2 separate regions of the Macaca mulatta genome follow, and region 2 is linked to region 1. The links are chromatin contacts, called in public Hi-C maps. All regions are on one chromosome and are shown on one strand. The core of a region is the stretch at or near the end of the contact, and the rest is flanking DNA. Distances in the headings are between cores, read along the strand shown.

Region 1 (3,290 bases), core at 451-2,950:
GAAAAATCTGTTACTGAGTATTCCTTTTCCTCACTAGACTGTAAACTCCTCGAAGGCAGGATCAATATTAAAATTATCTTAGTTTTAGTCATTGCAGCATGTTACACATAATACATAGTTGACAAATACTTAAAAAATGAATTGTTGGGCTTAGCAAATGAAACACATAATGGACCTCATTATAATGAATAAGGTATAGAAACAGTACACTGAAGAAACTGGTTACATGGATATGAGTCCGAAGTGTCAAGAGTGTGAGCCTCTAAAAGTCTGTTTCTTCCTTTGATTCATAAGATCAATGTAAACAAAGCCTAAGGACTCATTTTTTTTTTTTGGGGGCTTCTAAGGCAATTTATGAAAGCTCTTTCAGTCATGCATGCATTGCCTTCAACAACTACCTGTCATACACTCATATGCAGAATATTGTGGGGCTGACCGGGCACGGTTGCTCACTGTAATCGCCGCACTTTGGGAGGTTCAGGTGGACAGATCACTTGAGGCCAGGAGTTCCAGGGCAGCCTGGCCAACATGGCGAAACCCTCTCTCTACTAAAAATACAAAACTTAGCTGGTGTCGTGGCCCGCGCTTATAATACTTGCTACTTGGGAGGCCGAGGCACTAGAATTGCTTGAACCAGGGAGACGGAGGTTGTAATGAGCCTAGATTGAGCCACTGCACTCCAGCTTGGGTGACAGAGTGAGACTCTGTATCCAGGAAAAAAAAAAAAAAAAAAAAGAATATTGTGGAGGCTACAAACTTTCATAAAATACTATCTCTACTCTTCTAAGACAGAAAGGGTTTTTTGATTTTATTAAGTGTCACTCTACCTAAAGTTATTTGAAAACCTGACAATACAGTAATAATGATTACAGCTACATACATTGAGCCATTATATGCTGGGCATTGCTGTCTGTAGTTTTAACACATTGAGGCATTTGATCCTCCCAATAACCGTGTGAGATGAACTAAATATTATCCCCCTTTTACAGATGATGGCAACTGAGGCAAATATTAAAAAACTTACAAAGATTTCATAAGGTAAGAAGTGGATTTTGAAGCCAGGGAATGGTTTGGTTTCCAGCTACACTGAGAAAAAAGACCAAGTCTTAGCGTATTTTTTACCTCATAAAGATCTACCATCTGTTTTCACGTAAAGTTCCAAAAAGACTGCACTATGCTCTATGCTTCAAGGGTGAGGAGTGGATTAAAAAAGCCTAATATTTTTAGGTTTTAGTCACTCCAAAACATGATTCTGTACGAAAGAGTAGGTACTGCAAAAGTAGTGGCATACACATCCACGCATGGACCATTTTCCGGCCGCCCGAGCACCTTCCAGATCCTCGACACGGAGACCGGCTCCAGGGCCTTTCAATCTACCTGCAGGTAAACTGTCCAGGAATCGGGGGGCGCACCCCAACCTGCAGTACTAACCGGACCTCCCGGGTACCCTGGGGATCCCCCACACGCGCGTGCTCTACCCAAAGCCCATATCCGCCAGGCTGGCGAGTCCGAACGCGACTGACAGTTCCTTCTCCCCGACCCTCGAGAAACTCACGCCCCGCCCCTCAGCCGACAAAGCGCGGTGCCCCTCATACTTAGAATCTGCAGAGAACACAGCTCTCCTAAAGTTCAACTCGCTGCCGCCACAACGAACCACGCGGATGTTCTCCTCTTCCACCATCTTTGCGCAGTCGCAGAATGACCAATCGCTGGTACCGCCCTGAACTTCCTATATTGAGCCGGGTGTAACACGGCTGTTCCCAGCCCACAGAACCCACCCACGGGCCCTTCTAGACCTGAGACTCCGTGGTTCCGTGCAGCCATCTTTTGTGTGGGCAATGCCAAACTAAGACTCGGCTTCCGTGCAGCCATCTTTTGTGTGGGCAATGCCAAACTAAGACACTTGTAAGAAAAGATGAAAGCAAAACAGAGACTTAGAGAGAATCAGTGTTTTATTATATACCTATACACAATTATTTAATACAGACATATTTCTCTCAAGCCTTGTCAACCTGACTCTATGGCTTTTTCTGCCAGAAGGGAAACGTGGTGCACAATGTACCACGTGACCTCCAGTAGTCTCATCGGAGGCGTCACTTTCTGGTGTCTGTGATCTCGGCGCTGCAGGATGACGCGAGCCTCTCGCGTCCCTGGTTTTGTTGGTCGCCGCGTTGCGTTATTGGGTGGAAAGGTAGCTTTCTCCTCCTTGTACAGCTTTTTGTTCCTCTCATTAACCATTCTTCTGTTCTTGTGAGCATCGCTTAGGTTCCTACAGAATCTCCACAGTCCTAGGGCCTAGCTTTCTTCCTTTGGAAATCTGGCTCCTACTGCGGTATTCTGGTGCATCTTCCCCAGCGTTCAGTGTAGCTGCTCGGGCTAATCTGACATTCGGCCAGTCCCGCCAGGTTTCAGGGCGCTGCTCTCTGGTTTCCTGGGTTTTACCTTTTCCCATTAGTGGATAGAGCCTGTGGGTTAGGAACCCCTAAAATCCGAAGATGTTTATTTTTGCCAGTTTGTTTTCCTTTGTAAAGTTACACGTATCATATTCTTGGACCCTGTATATCATGTTGCCTATTTTGATTTCGCTTCTTGATTTGTTGATTTACCACAAAATTACCAAAGTCACAAGTATAGTCACATGCCACGTAAGGATCTTTCAGTCAGTGCATGTAACATAGTGATTCCTTAAGATTGTAATACTATGTTTTTACTGTACCTTTTATGTATTTTAATACATCAATACTATTAACAGAATAGTATTGGTGTATTATGGCCGGGCGTGGTGGCTCACGCCTGTAATCCCAGCACTTTGGGAGGTCGAGACAGGGGGATCACGAGGTCAGAAGATCGAGACCACAGTGAAACCCCGTCTCTACTAAAAATACAAAAAATTGGCCAGGCGCAGTGGCGGGCGCCTGTAGTCCCAACTACTCTGGAGGTTGAGGCAGGAGAATGGCGCTATCCCGGGAGGCGGAGCTTGCAGTGAGCAGAGATCATGCCACTGCACTCCAGCCTGGGCAACAGAGTGAGACTCCGTCTCAAAAAAAAAAAAAAAAAAAAAAAAAAAAAAAAAAAAAGAAAAGTATTGGTGTATTTAAATAATACAATTGTGTTAATAATACAATTGCCTGTAATATTGAGTATAGTAAAATGTTGTTCAGATTTGTAGCCTAGAAGCAATCAGCTATAAGGTATAGCCTAGGTGTGTAGTAGGCTGTACCATCTAGGTTTGTGTTGGTACACTCTATAATATTCACGCAATGATGAAATCACCTAACATGCATTTCTTA
Region 2 (3,151 bases), core at 509-3,008, 910 kb before region 1:
ATGTAAATCTAGGTAGAATCTATGTGGTGAGCACATGGGTGTTTGCTTTAAATTTTTATAATTTTGCTATATGTTTGAAAATCTTCAGAATAGAATATTAAGATAATTTTTTTTAAAGGACTAAGGTTTCTAGAGCTGGGGGCCAGAAGATGATAGCATCATTAGAAGAAATAGAGAATTTGGGAATAGGAAGGACAGCTTGGTGGAAGGTGTGGCATAACTGACAGGTCTTGATACCTACGAGGTCCTAAGTAATTTATGCACATATTTCCTTCTATATTTCAATGGATCTTCACAAACACCTCTAGTCTTTAATCATCAGCACATCCATTTTCAGATGAGAAAATGGAGGTTCTGAAAAGCTATATAATTTGCTCAAGGTCATTAAACTATTAGTGTGCTAGGGATAGGACTGATTATGTAATTTGCAGGCCTAGTGTAAAATGAAAATTTGTGGTTCCTTGTTCAAAAATTATTAATAGCACAACATTAAAACAAGCACAGGGCCCTTCTAACGATGAGGCCTTCTGAGACTCAGGTTTCACACACATGAAGCTAGGGCGGCAAGGAAGGTTTGAATCTCAGTCTGTCTAACAGGAAAGTCCATGCTTTTTCCAGTAAACCATGCTAGGTCAGATGACTGGTTCATTTCTGTGCTCAGTGAATGAGGCATGATGGTGATGTCAGATCGTGATGTCCCGTAGCCAGTTAAAAACCAAATTGCAGGTAAGGAGTTCCTTTTGTGATGTCTGTTGTCTGTCCTCTTCTCAGTGGGCATTTGGTTATTACATTTGACCTAGGTTAGAAACGTAATTTTTTATCAAAGTCTCAACAGTGTATCTCTTTAAGTATCAAGGTACTAAGAATAACTCCTTTCATGTGTCCTCTCTGAAATTTGTCACCGGATTTCTTCTTTCTGATAAATGTTTCAATACTTACTAGTGGCGATGAAATGTCTTCTGCTAGACATCTGGGTGGATCTGGAAGCAGAGGAACTTTTTCCTCAATTTAACAGTGGATCCTAGTAGTTAAGTTAAATGCGGGTTTCATTTAAGAGTAAGCTACTTTCTGAATGCAATTAGGCTTTCACTGATAACAGTAACTTTTACTTTAGTTGGGAAGACATATCTATTATCTCTTAATCAGACAACTCTTGTCTGTCTTTGAGGAAGAGTGGGGGATCTATAACTTTTCCCAAGAAAACTGAAAATGTCTCAATCCTAATGTTAAAGGAATTAGGCTATATTGGGTTAGGAATGAATAAACTACCCCGATGTCCTTTATCAAGTGTAATTCCTCTACTTGATTCTTAAATAATACTAAGTTTACATTTTAATAAAAAATTACTAAAATTCCAGAAAAGTCTTTCACATTAGTTCCTGCTGGTCAATTTTGCAGGTCAAGCCTACAACAGTTGCGCTTTACGCTAAGACAGCCTCTAGAGGGCAATCTCCTTTCCTGCGAATCCGCCCTAGTCTGCTCTATCCTCCCTCTCACCGCTCCGCCTCAGCTCGCTCTCCGCCTTCCCCCTGGCCCCGTCCCCGATCCCAGGCCCGCCCCGCACCGGTCCCATCCCCCTTCCCCGCCCTCAACTATTTCCTCCAGGCGTCGTTCTTGCCCCGCCCCTCCCTGCCGCGTAGCGGAAACGGTCGCTCTGGCTTTCTGGAGGACTTGTCATCTGTGCCCAGCGGGGCCGGACGGCGGTGGGCGGGGCTCACGCGAGGCGCTGGAAGGGTCCGCGTGATTCTCACTACGTTGCTTTAGCTCTGGAGTGTTTGGCGATGGGGCAGCGGGAGGTGTGGAGGCTCATGTCGAGGTGAGTGAGAGAGCGAGCAGCCAAGGGCAGGCTCTTCAGCGGCGCTCTCCAAAGTGGGAAAAGGGCCGGGGGTGGAGACTGCTGGCCTCGAAGTTTCGAGTCGCGCTCAGAGGCGCAGTTTTGAGACCCCAACCTTGGCCCACCCCAACCTTGGCCCTCCCCAAGCCCCAGCCCCCGTCCCTGTCTTCCCTTTCTCCCTCTAGCATCTTCTTTGCGGCGGCACCCGCGTTTTCTGCCACTCTAGCTCTTAATTCAACCTTGTCCCCACACGACTTGCATTCTTTTGGCCTCAATTTCTTTTCTTTCTTCAAAGTTGGGTGCAGTTTGGGGACACGGAGGGATTCAGCTTAGAGGAATTGTGCGGCATGTTTTGTGCAGTCAACACACACAGGTGCCTTGTCACTTGCTGCACCTCTCTCTGCCCGTGGTATGATTTTATTCAGCTTTCTTGCATGGCTCCAGCGTCAGTGCAGGCATCTGGAACTTTCAGGCTAGTGTTGAGGGACATTTAACGTGGCATGGGGGAGCATGTTTGCAAACGTTGTTTAACTTTTCAAAAGTACCCCTCACTGCACCTTGAGCTCAGCCTAAGAAATCTGGTAGCCACATCTTTAGGAAGTTAGGCTACATGCGTCTTGAACAGCCCACTGTCTGGCCCTGTACTGTCATGTCAGGTAGCAGCTGCGCCCACTTGAAGGGAGAACCATGTTTATTTCATTAAAATAAGGACAACTTAAATTATTGGATTCTTTAAGCCTTAGAGTTTGCCTTCTGGGTTTCCTGAAAAGGGATGGAGGTGTTTCTTTGAATTAAGAAGAATAGTTTCAGGGGAAAGTGTCTAGACTTCTAACACTGTATCCACAGACCTAATTCTCAGTATATATTTGTTATACATTTAAGAGTTGCTTTTCTGCTTGTTTTTTTAATACCTTAAAATTTAGTCCTTGCACGAGCTCATGGAGAGATTTAGTAAATAGTAAGAAAATCAGTACCCGTAATCGTTGCTGCCGCTTTTTCAGTGTTGTCAGCAAATAGCAAATAGAGAAACAAACTGGAAAGACATGTTCGTTAAAGTTAACTGACTTAGGACAGGATCTGTCATTTCCACAATTCAGCTTGGCTTTCTTCCACCCCACGTTCCAAGTTGCAGACTCTGTAGGTGAGGGCAGGACCATTTTGGGGGCTTTGATCTGAGATGCCTTTTCCAAACTCAGCCCTGGAGTGGGCATTATCTTGGAAAGCAGAGGCCAAAGTGGTCCAGTCCGCAGTAGCCTAACCCTCAAGCGTGTAAGGGAATACGGTGCTACGGAAAGTGTTTCTGAGAGGAGAAAAGGC

What was found. A called contact is a pair of places that touch in the nucleus more often than the background predicts.
Region 2: a Hi-C map of liver shows a contact between it and region 1, with 11 times the contacts expected there. The contact joins the promoter of HIBCH here to the promoter of WDR75 in region 1. A contact is called at or near these places in 2 of 14 Hi-C or Micro-C datasets (fetal cortex germinal zone and liver).

The regions. Positions count from the first base shown.
Region 1 is chr12:94,421,184-94,424,473 of T2T-MMU8v2.0, reverse strand. It overlaps WDR75 (WD repeat domain 75), which reads right to left and starts at 1,700. Exons shown (of 21, transcript XM_001106363.5): 1 at 1,596-1,700. The coding sequence starts at 1,681. It overlaps LOC114671376 (a long non-coding RNA gene), which reads left to right and starts at 2,140. Exons shown (of 6, transcript XR_013402078.1): 1 at 2,140-2,191.
Region 2 is chr12:95,330,722-95,333,872 of T2T-MMU8v2.0, reverse strand. HIBCH (3-hydroxyisobutyryl-CoA hydrolase) reads left to right here and starts at 1,758. Exons shown (of 14, transcript XR_013402082.1): 1 at 1,758-1,816.